Regions from separate parts of the Anser cygnoides genome. Here region 2 is linked to region 1. Evidence: chromatin contacts called from public Hi-C data. All regions are on one chromosome and are shown on one strand. The core of a region is the stretch at or near the end of the contact, and the rest is flanking DNA. Distances in the headings are between cores, read along the strand shown. Region 1 overlaps LOC125184214. Region 2 holds the start of LOC106032508 (serine/threonine-protein kinase Sgk1).

Region 1 (5,552 bases), core at 2,272-4,771:
TTTCCCATAATAAAACACCCCTGGAAAATCAAGCATGTGGGTTTTGTTGTTGTTGTTGTTGTTTGTTTTGTTTTGTTTGTATGGTTGGTAGGTTTGGTTGTTTTTTGGTTTTAGGCTTGTTGGTTGGTGGTCGTTGCTGGTTTTTTTTTGTCCAGGAACATAATTATTCTTTTCAACATACCATGTTCTGGAATTTGATCGAGACACATAACTATGAATTTACTTGGAGAAAGTAACATAATTAATGATGTGCTTAACAACCATAGAAACAATTATGTTTGGCAAAATAAATGTGTTTAAAACATGCTAGAGTCAAAAGAACAGTTTCGAAATATGTTTATTGAAACGAAATCTGAAAAAAATAATTCTTCCCTCCTGCAACTTCAACCGACCAACCTGAAGTCAGAAAAGTCTGCATAAGGAAAACGGTGAGCAAAAAATCTCTCAGCACTGTTAGGGAGTTTAGGAATTATGAAAGCAGAGAAGTTCAATAAAAAAATATATTTTGGTTTTAACGTCCTGGAAAAATGATTCTACAAAACTTTAGGCACTCGGGTTTTAATTCTGAAAAAAACTGTTACCAAAGCATGCAGACATTGCACCTGCTTTCTACTGCATCCAGAAGTTGTAATGGGCAAATGGGGTGCTGGGTTTGTAAGGGTGCTCCAGAGCACAGAACTAGGGGCTGACACGGTCCACACCAAGTGGCATCACCAGAAACTGCAGACGGAGAATGCAGCGGGAATTGGCACGTTTACCCACAGACGGACATCTGTTTGCTTGGTTTCCATAGAGAGGAAAGAAAAAATGTTCCTAACCTTGAGATTTCCGGCGGGTCAGCAAAGCAGGGCAATCGTGGGTGTATCACTCAGCGAGGAGTCACCAGAAGGAGGCTGGTCAGACACGTTTCACTCTGTTTGTTTGCCACAAGCCATCGTGGTAACCAGTTGCTGCGGCAGAGACTCCCACTGCTAACCAAACACTTGGCATCACGCTTATGACTAATGCAACATAAAAAAAGTTTATTTTCCTGATGTAAAGCATCATCTTATGGCAAACATCATCCCCTAATGCAGCATGAGGCCAAATGCTCTTCCTGGCTTCCCCTTGGTGGAAGCTGAGTGAGCGGAGGGTGAGGCAGGACAGTGCTGCCCCGCTCCCTGCCACCTATGGAGGTTTCAGCTCACAGGGCAAATAGGAGCTGGTCCAGCAGTCAGTCCTGATAGCACGTGTCCTCATACGCTCCTACTGTCTGCACCCAAAAGGCAGAGTAAATGGGAACGGAGATAAATGTATGTTTGTCAACTGTGTTTTGAACAGATTGGGTGCAAACGTAACACAGACCACGCTGCTGTCTCTGCTTCCTTTGCACAAAATGGGTTGGAAAAACAGCTCAGGAAAGCCTCTGGCTCCTCACTTAGAAACCGCAGCACGTTCAATTCACGTGCCGTAAAAGAGACAGTCAGAGAAGTGAAAGGAAGGGCAAACTGTGCACAGGGCTCACACTAAGCCCTGAGAGCACAGTGTGCTGCACCTGTGAATCAGGTGCTTCCTGCTGCAGCGCACCACGTCCTGCACAGGGAGATCAGGAAAAGGAGACACAGGGGGAGGCAGCTTAGAGGGGTCAGGGCCAAAATCCAGGGCAGGTCATTGGCAGAAACGGACCCTCGAATGTAGCAGCAGGAGGCACAGAAAAGGCTGAGATGGTACGTGAGGTCAGATATGAACAAAAGATACTTCTGTTGGAAAGGGACTGCAGACAATTTATGCGATTACTATTTCATACCTGCAAAAACAGGCTGCTTTCTCTCAAGAAGGAGAATTGAGCTGTCTAGGCTGGGAGTACTTGCTTCAGGTAGTTGTTTTCCTCTTCTCAGGAGTCTATCATATACTTTAATATCTTTATAAAGCCTGAAAAGTCGTTACTGTAGATAAACTGATGAAAGACTTGCACAAAGCAGCAAATGATTCTCAGCCCAAAAGAGCCCTGTGGTGCTGACACACCATAACCTATATGGCATCTGATCCTACAATTATATCTGATTATTTTCCCCAATCTGTGCCTTTATCCACATTAGAAACCCCGCTGCTCTATCCCAGCTTTTGCCATAAAACAGGCAAAGGGAGTCCATGATCTCTTTCTGTGTCAACAGGTACGGAGGTGGATTAAGAGCCCGATGGTTAGTGTGGAAAAGCACCCAAACGCCAGCCTCAAATACCCGGGGTCCACTGTGATGCACTTACCTGCGGGGGACTCGGAGCTGGAGGCTCCCCTGTGCCAGACCTGCCTGGGCGACCACTCCTTCCAGCAAGGCATCACTCCACAGGAGGCCGAGTCCTGCTCCTGGGAGAGCCAGCCAAGCAGCAAGGTGAGCCAGGCTTCCCTTCCCACCTGCTTACTTTGTGTATTTCACACCACCAACAGCGGGGCTGTGCAAGGCTGAAGTGCCTCGGTTTAGCCTCACAGTGTTCAAACTGATTGGTAATAACACTAAGTAGCATTTTCCTACTTTTCATAAACTGAGGCGTGGAGAGGTGAAGTTATCTTTCCAAGGTAAAGAAAGGAACCAGGACCTTCCGTTCTGTGCTGCAAGTACAAGGCAACACTTTTTTGCCCCCATCCTTCATAGAATCACAGAATTGTTTGGGTTGGAAGGGACCTTAAAGACCATCTACTTCCAACCTCCTGCCATGGCCAGGGACACCTCCCACCAGACCAGGTTGCCCAAAGCCCCATCCAGCCTGGCCTTGCACACTTCCAGGGACACTTCCTCTTTAGGAACAGTAACTTGGCTTAGGGAGTTTTCCTGAACCAGAAGTGAATGATGCAGTGACTCTTTTCAGTGGAAAAGGCCGAGAAGTGGCTTTTCCGAGACAGAGTTTGAACCTTTCATCCATCGTCCAGCTCCACCTAACCCTTGTGGAGAAAAGCCAAATGCAGAACAGCACATCGTGCTCAGAAGCCGTCATCCCTGGCGGACTCATCCCTGCCCAGAGACCGCGCACAAAATCCAGAGAGGTGTACAAACATAAAAGCAAACAAATACGAATCTTTCCAAGTACAAAGCAGAGCAAATGTGACAAGGCATTTATCAGAGCGTGAGCGCAGAGCTCACAGCAGAAACATTTTTTTCATGATATGTCTGCTGCATTTTTAAACAGAGAACTTCTAACAGTGGTTAAAAGTGGAAGTCCTGTGCACTTCAGAAACTCAGCAAAAGCGTTTTGGGGAAACATATGCACAAGCTGAGGAGCTAATTACTCTATTTTGTTTCATTAAGAGAAAATTATCTTTGTTCAGGCTGAAGCATTAAAAAATGAAACCACCAAAGAGGGAGGATTCTGCAAATCCTTTGCCTTGCCATAAATCACACGTACTCCTATACAGCAGTACGGCCTCATGACTGATTTCAACCGGGTTTTGCATGCATATGGGATAGATTTGGCTGAGCACAGATCCCCTCAGACCTCTCGGTTCTTGTTACTCCAGGCAGTGGAGAGGCTGCTTAGTCAGCAGTTGGAGTCTGCAGCAAAGGGATATTCTGCACGCTGCTTTAAAAATAACATCGTCTGGCGAAAGACTCCTTGGCTAAAACTACCCTGCATAAGGAGTCTTTTAAGTAAGTTACGGCACAGAGTCTTTGATGAGATTAAATGTAAGGTCACTGCCTCTTTCTCTACAGTAAAACCACACAGGAAGCTTTTAATAATAAAGACTGAAGGAGCTAGGGCCTGACCTTTTCCAGGTTTAAAGAGAGCTGCTGGGTGAGAATCTGTTCAGGGGTTACAAATGGCAAAAACTGCATAATTGTGTGATAACTCCCTTCACTTTAAGCCAATGAACTTGAGCAGAGACGGTCTGCATTTCAAGGAGGAGAGAAAGAGGCCTCTTAAACCAGCAGGTAGTGTGGGATACACCAGTTACATTTGCTGTATAATTCCTGTCTCTTTTTCTCCATTACTCATCCTTCTGTTTTCCAGTACTCTCGCCAGGTACTGATACAGTGATTACAGCTCCTTTGTACTATGCCCAAACACAAGGGTCCCACTGACCATTTCCTTCTGCTCAAGGGCAAATTAATTCACAAAGTAATCAGCTGTGAAATATTATTAAAGGCTTATTTAACGCAACAAGATTTCTCTGACATGTCTCAGACTATTCTGATCAGTTTGAAAAAAGCCTTATAAAAAATAACCCGATTAAACCATACCACCCAAGGGAAAATGTGTCTGTATTTCTATTCTTATTAAAAAAAAAAAAAAAAAAAAGGAAAGATCTCTAAATCTCATTTACTGTGATGCTAATGATGTCATAGAGTCTTTAAAAATTGACAACATAAATAAGGCTATACTGAAACATAAAGTATTTTAAATAATGAGGTTTGTTTTTTTTTTTTTTTTATGATATGCTTCCATTTCCACCTCCCCAGGCTTTTCTATTGAGGCATGTGTCAGCTGGAGTTTATAAATGACTTCTTCTAAGTCCCCTCTGTTATTTGTATGATCATGTATTATCTCTGTACATCTGTATACTAGATAATTTTCAAGCATTTCCAGAAAGCAATGCTAATTTTCACAAGACTTACATAGGTATATTATTGTTTTTGTGACTGACTTGGATTAATTCTATGTAAAGCTTCTATCTGTTCTATCAGTGTAACAGCTGAAGCCCTGAGGGCTTTGGAGCACTGCCAAGGTAATGATTTACAATAGCCATCCCTCGCTTTTGCATGTGTATCTACATACTTCAGATTGTATAAAACTCACCATCTCGATGAGGAGGGTAAATTTCATTTCAAAATAAATTGCAGCACAGAGTAATGAATACCCCTGTGTAAACAAGCAGGTTTGGAAAGAGCAGGCTTTTTAGACCTGCTTAACTTTCTGCTAAACTCAAAGTGAACATGGTGAAAACTGGGTGTGAGTTAAATCTCTCAAGTGAAGATTTACCAATCTGAGTTAAAAAATAATAATAAAAATCCTTCGTACTCTGCGTGATATGTAGATATGAATATGCTGCTTACACTGTATTGTCATGCCCTTGTTTCAGACCTTTCTCTAAATAAACAAAAGATAGCAGACCTTATTAGCAAGCTCAAAATATTTTTTTCCCCAGATAGAGCCAACGGCTAGGTTCAAGGCTAGTTCTGTTCTTTCAGCTTTCTCAAAAAAGGCTCCTGCTGCCCTATCTATCAGCTGGCATTTGTCCTGAAGCATCACGGACACATCTCTATCTTGTAGACCAAAGCCCTGAATGTTAAGAGCTATCTTTTCTCTCCAAACCTAAACAAAAACTCTGTGCTGCCCCTGGCTAAAGGATGAGAGAAGGGAAAGAACAGACTAATGCATTTATTCCATTTAAGCAACGTGACTTTATATGGCTGGGAGCATGTGTGTGTGTCCAGCACAGCCACAACTGCATGACGGGGGACTTGGGGATGCTGAACAAGGCACTGAGACCCTCCAGTCCGAGGAACCATCTGTCCCCACATCTGGCGTGGTATGGTGGGTCTGATGGGCAAAACCCCCAAATGGTTTTGGTCTCTTCACCC
Region 2 (5,552 bases), core at 1,208-3,707, 45 kb after region 1:
AAACTTAATTACAAGGTCAGAGGCAAGAACTTGTTTGTTGGGGATTTAGGGGAGGAAAATAAAAGCTTTGGAGATTTTGCTTCAGAGCGCAGACGCTGTTAGGAGTGCAATCTCCTTTTGCATTTGGGGGCAGTGTCATTGCTGCAGTCCAAGGCTTGAATTCCGTCTTTGTTTAATTAACCCGAACCCAAATATTGCTGAAAATATTTGCAGAATTTGGGAAAGCTTCCGTCCAGAGTCAGCCAAGCAATTCTAGGAACAGTTCAACCTGCCACATCCTAACATCTATATTCAGCGAGATAAGTAAGCAGGGATTCTTTCCTTTAGCACTGAATTCATTGCCAAAATGAAGTTCAGAAGCTATCTGAGAATCTAATTCCTCAAGGATGGAGGCACTGAAGGACATGCGTAAATCTTGCCCCGCAGCGGACAATGAGTACCAGTACAATGAGAATCAGAGGAAGAGAGCTCGCAAATTACGATTACCATGCAGGCTGCTGGAGCCTTTGACCTTCCTGAAGGGCAAGAGGGGAAAGTTTCTGTGCACCCAGGGAGCACTGCCAGGCGGGACTAACACCCGTCCCCTACATACGAAGAATCCCCACAAATAGCGAGCCTTCTCGAGGGAGATGAATTTCCACAGGCCAGCCAGCAGCTTCTGAAGGTGCTTTGAACAGCACAGGCCCACACTGGCGGTGTGCTTGTTTGTTCAAGATGAACTGAATCACATTCCCACAGGCTTTACGCTGGGCACGTCCCCAGCAGGACCCTAGGGTTATCCATACCTGCCTCATACAGGCAAGCCAGCGCATCGTGCCCGCTCTGCCCTTATGCCTGCATCGCCCAAGGGTCCGGCAGTCTGTGTCTTTCTGCATTTCTCACCACCCCGCAGCAGGACCCTGGTCCGAATGCTGGCATGGTGAGGAGGCTGATGAGAGCCTGCTCACCTGGTGCTACTTTTACGTGGAACCGAGCCATTTAGCAGCGTCATGCTTCATATTATGTTACAAAATGCAATCGGCTCTCTCTCTTCTTTTCTTCTAGCCACCAAGCAGCAGTACCTGGGGCTTTGTGAGTCGGTTAAATTCTGTGAGCTCAGACCCAGTACCACACCACTCAGACAGGCAGTATCAGAATGAAGACCTGAGCCCCAGGTCTGTGTAGCCCAGCATATGGGGTTACCAGCAACAGCTAACAGTCCCCTCTAAGGCAGACAGCAGGAATAGTCAACTGTTCAGTGATTCGCCCCCAAAACACCCCTGGCTCCCGGGAGTTCGTGGTTCAGGAACATTCTGGGTCAGGCACACTGCCTTTGTACTCCACTGCCCTCAAGTATTTTTTTTGCCATTCATTCACCCAGCCATTACCCAACCCACCCACACTTCGGTGTGCGCACATCCTGCAGCAAGTTGTTCTGCGACTGTTCGTGCTCCTGGTGTGGAGTCTCCGTTTACTTTTTCATTTTGCATGTCCACCTTTTACTTTATTCATTTTTCTTTGAAAAAGCATAATTAATTTTTTCTTTGAAAACTTTAGAAGCTCAGGACAATTTGCCAGAATTTTAATCTCAGGGAGAAACGTAACGGGAGCGGGAAACATCACTGTAATTATTTTGGCTCTTCTCTTGTCTTTACTTATCAGCGACTACACAAACTCTCGATGCAAGCCCTTGCGGTCTGGCGACATTTGCACAATGCCCGACCCTTTTCCAGAAGAGCCGGCCCTTGAGTAACGGGATGCCTCTTGGCCACCTTTCCCTTGCTTGAGCTGCGTCTTCCGTTCCAACCGGCTTTGCAGCCGCCACCGCCGGGAAAAGCTTTAAAACGCAATTTAGGGGCTTGTTAAGCGCATCCCGGGCTCCGGAGACCCGGGTTTGGGAGCTGACGGCCTCCCACCGTACCGAGCCACTGCTCCCGTACACGGTGCGGAAGCGGACGCGTGCGTGGGGGGGCGAACCGACGGACGGACGGATGGACGGACGGACGGACGGACGGACAGCGGTGTCCTGAGCCGGGCGGCGGCCGGGGGGGGCGCGGCGGAGCCCCGCGGCCGGGGGGGCGCCGCCGGGGCGCTGCCGGCGGAAGGCGCTGGGGGCCGTGCCCGGCCCGGCGCTATCCGGCCGGCGGGGAAGCGCTGCCGGCAGCCGCGGCTCGGCGCCCGGGGGCGGGAGCGGACCCGGGGCCGCCTCCTCCGCCCGCCTTGGCTCGGGGCCCGGCCGGGGAAGGGGGGGGGGGGACCCGCGGGGGGGTCCCGGTGCGCGGCGGCTCGCAGCGGGTGCGGGCAGCGCCTCCTGGCGCCGCCGTGGGGCCGGGGCGGGTGGCGGAGGGCAGGGCCGGCCCCCCCGCGGCGGGGTGTGCGCGGCTGCCGCTGATGACAGTAATTTTGAGGGCGATGTTGCAACGGGGCAGAGTGTGCGGGGCGGCCCGTGCCCGCGTTTATAACGCTCCCGAAGCGCCCTCGGCACCGCGCTCGTAAGCGGGGCAGCGGCAGCGGCGCCCGGCCCCTCCGCCCCCCGCCGCCTCCCCCTGCCCCCGGGCCGGGCACTTGGCCGGCCTCAGCCCGCCCCCGGCTGCTGAGCGCAGAGCACGGCCCCGCGGCGGAGATGAGGGGCAAGGAGGAGAAGTCGTCGCTGAAAGGTGACGGGGCGCCGGGGGGCACCGGGGGGCACCCGGGGGGAGAGGAGGGGGCGTGAGGGGGCGCCGCGACCCGCGGCAGGTTGTGCGGGGCACCGGGGGCTGTGGCAGAGCCTGGGGTTTCTTTTTCTTGCCCATTTCTTTTCTTCTTTTCTTTTTTTTCTTTTTCTCTTTAATTTCTGCCGCCGCTAATAGTGGCAGTTTTGGCGACGGGAGTGAGGAAGGCGACAAGTGGGAGCAGGCAGAGCCCCAACAGGCGCTCCCCTCGCCCCTGCCCTCCCCGGCGCCGCTGCGCCCGCACTGGGACGTCAGGGATCCCCCCCCCCCCCCATCTCCCGGCGGGACCCCGACCCCTTTCCCTCCTTCTTCCCTCGGTGTAAGGCGCTTTTGGAGACCTGCGCCCACCTCGCTGGGAGTCCCTGCTGCTGTCACCCCTCGAGGTGCGGCCGGCTGCCAAGGGATGCCGCCCAGCGGCCGGCTGGTATTGGGGCCGGGGGATACGGGGGGGGCACGGCAGCGGTGCCCCACACACCGTGTTCCCGAGTGGTAATGAACAGGGGAAGCAAAAGGGGCAATTCCTTCCCACCCACCCCCCTTTTATTTTTCCTTTTTTTCCTTTTTTCCCTTTTGATGTTTGCAGTGCTGCACTTGTCATCTCCCCACCACTTCCAGCAGCACACCTCTCAGCCCTTTCCTCCCCCCGCCTCCAAGTTCAGGGAACCGGGACTTATTTATTTATTTTCCCTTACGTTTTCCCCTTTTTGGCATTAAAAAAAGAATTATTATTATATTATTATTATTATTATATATTTTTTTTTTGTTCGCTTTTGTTTGTTTTCCTTTTCCCTTTCGGTAACGGCCCGGCCGGGATCAGGGCAGCGCACAGAAGGGACATTTGTTTGTTTTAGTGCAAACCGGGCAGGAAATCTTGTTCTCCGGAGCGGGGAGCGGGGGGGGGTAGGAATCAGTCTCCCGGGGCCGGCAGCGGGGCGGCGCCCTTCGTCCCCCCCCCCCGACGGCCCCGGGGCCGTCGGGGGGGGGGGGACGAACGGCGCCGCCCCGCCCCGGTCCCGCCCCGCTCCGCCGCCACTTAAGCGCCGTCGGGGGCCGCTCCGGAGCAGTGCGGTGCTGGTCGCAGTCGGCTCCTTGTGCCGGCTTCTTTTTCCTCCCCCAAGCCCAGTGCGATGACAGTGAAGGCAGCCGAGGCGTCGGGTCCCACCCTGACCTACGCCAAGATGAGGGGCATGGTGGCCATCCTCATCGGTGAGGCGGGCAGCGGGGATGCTGCTGGGTGGTGTGATTTTTTTTTTTTTTTTACAGGACAGGCAAATAGATTCACGATCTTTTTTTTTTATTATTATTTTTAAAATTTTTAACGCTCCTGTCCTTTTATTTTGTAGCTTTCATGAAGCAGAGAAGAATGGGGCTGAATGACTTCATTCAGAAGATAGCCACCAACTCCTATGCATGCAAGCAGTAAGTATCAGACATTTCGGCTGGGTTTCAGTAATAAATACCATTACGTTTTGTGAGACCTAGGAAAAAAAATTGTTTACTCTAATGCCTCTGGCATGACTGTTACTGAAGAGTTAATTGCTCTTCTTGCAGTATTATTACTCACCTTGCATCAGTTCTTCATGAGCTGGGTTTGGGCGAGATGAGTCGGATGGGATTTCTAGAGCCCCGTCCCTGTTTTGATCTGTACTTACGGCATAAATACATTTCTTTGTGCGGCTGATTTTACGTTCTCTAGATGGATTTTATTTCTCAAGCCGAATAGGTTGTATCAGTTGCTTTCTGTAACAGCCCAACCCAAAACTGATCTTTTGCCAGCGCGGTACTTGCTTGCCCTCTGGCGGAAAGATGTGCCTTACGCTTACGGTGACTGATTATGCGTGCTCTTCTCCTTGCAGCCCTGAAGTTCAGTCTATTCTGAAAATCTCCCAGCCTCAAGAGCCTGAACTTATGAATGCTAATCCTTCTCCTCCGGTAAGCAGATTTAATGTTCTCTGAAGCATTTTTAGAACATAACTGAGCCGGCAATAGAAGCGTAGCAAAATTAGCATCACGAGTGTAACTTCAGTTTATAGCATTGATGTAGCTGGGAAAGAGAGTAATCAAGTTAGACTGAAACATTTTCCCAAAGTGGAGAAGAAGATTTTAAAAATAAAGCTTATTAATTGGAACTTCACTATGGAATGTGGCTAAGACCTCAGAAAGAATTCTTAAGTAAACTGCTGCTGTTACACTTTTATCGGGCAGTACCAAATCGTTTAACTTAATGGCAGAAGTCTAGATTAAATTTTTTAGTGATAAGGAGGGGGCTGATCTTCTCCTTTGTGATCACTTTATCTGTACTTTAAAAAAGAGAAGCATTGCTGAGCCTCTCGCCACCAAGCTGTTTTAATAAATGTGTTTTCTGCATGTTTATTTTTCTAGCCCAGTCCTTCGCAGCAGATCAATCTTGGTCCATCATCCAACCCACATGCCAAACCGTCAGACTTCCATTTCTTAAAAGTGATTGGAAAAGGCAGTTTTGGGAAGGTAAACTTAACTTCTTTTTACTGTAGTTTTGACTATTCTTCAGCTCTTGTATGTAATGCCTGAGGGTTGTGCCTGTACTGGCTTTGGTGGTCGTTTAAAACAGACCCAGGCACGTGCTGCTGCCCTATGCCTGGCTCACTGCTGAGCTGCAGGGAGCAGGAGCCCAGTACTGCATTTAAGAGTCACAAAAGAGCAAGGGAGTGAGGAGGCAGGGGTGCTTCTTCAGCTTGAGGGAATATACGCCTTGGAAATGACGCTAACTGTAAAAGCTCAGGGCTGGATTTATTTATCTGTGGGAGTGGTGATAGCTTTAGGCATTTCCAGCAAAGAGCTTGCAAGGTGAACTGGAGGAGTGTAGCAGTGCTCAGTGTTTAA

Evidence for each region. A called contact is a pair of places that touch in the nucleus more often than the background predicts.
Region 2: a Hi-C map of granulosa cells shows a contact between it and region 1, with 2.3 times the contacts expected there. The contact joins the promoter of LOC106032508 here to the enhancer-like site in region 1. A contact is called at or near these places in 3 of 7 Hi-C or Micro-C datasets (granulosa cells and liver).

Annotation. Positions count from the first base shown.
Region 1 is chr3:61,807,025-61,812,576 of Taihu_goose_T2T_genome, forward strand. It overlaps LOC125184214, which reads left to right. Exons shown (of 4, transcript XM_048075764.2): 3 at 2,154-2,369. Among named protein-coding and RNA genes, the nearest start is that of SLC2A12, 80 kb to the right of the region's middle. Within about 2 kb of position 3,522, at least 1 of the 3 cell types and tissues checked has open chromatin away from gene starts, as enhancers often do.
Region 2 is chr3:61,852,605-61,858,156 of Taihu_goose_T2T_genome, forward strand. LOC106032508 (serine/threonine-protein kinase Sgk1) reads left to right here and starts at 2,458. Exons shown (of 12, transcript XM_066994255.1): 1 at 2,458-2,636; 2 at 4,034-4,109; 3 at 4,547-4,622; 4 at 5,073-5,177. The coding sequence starts at 2,603.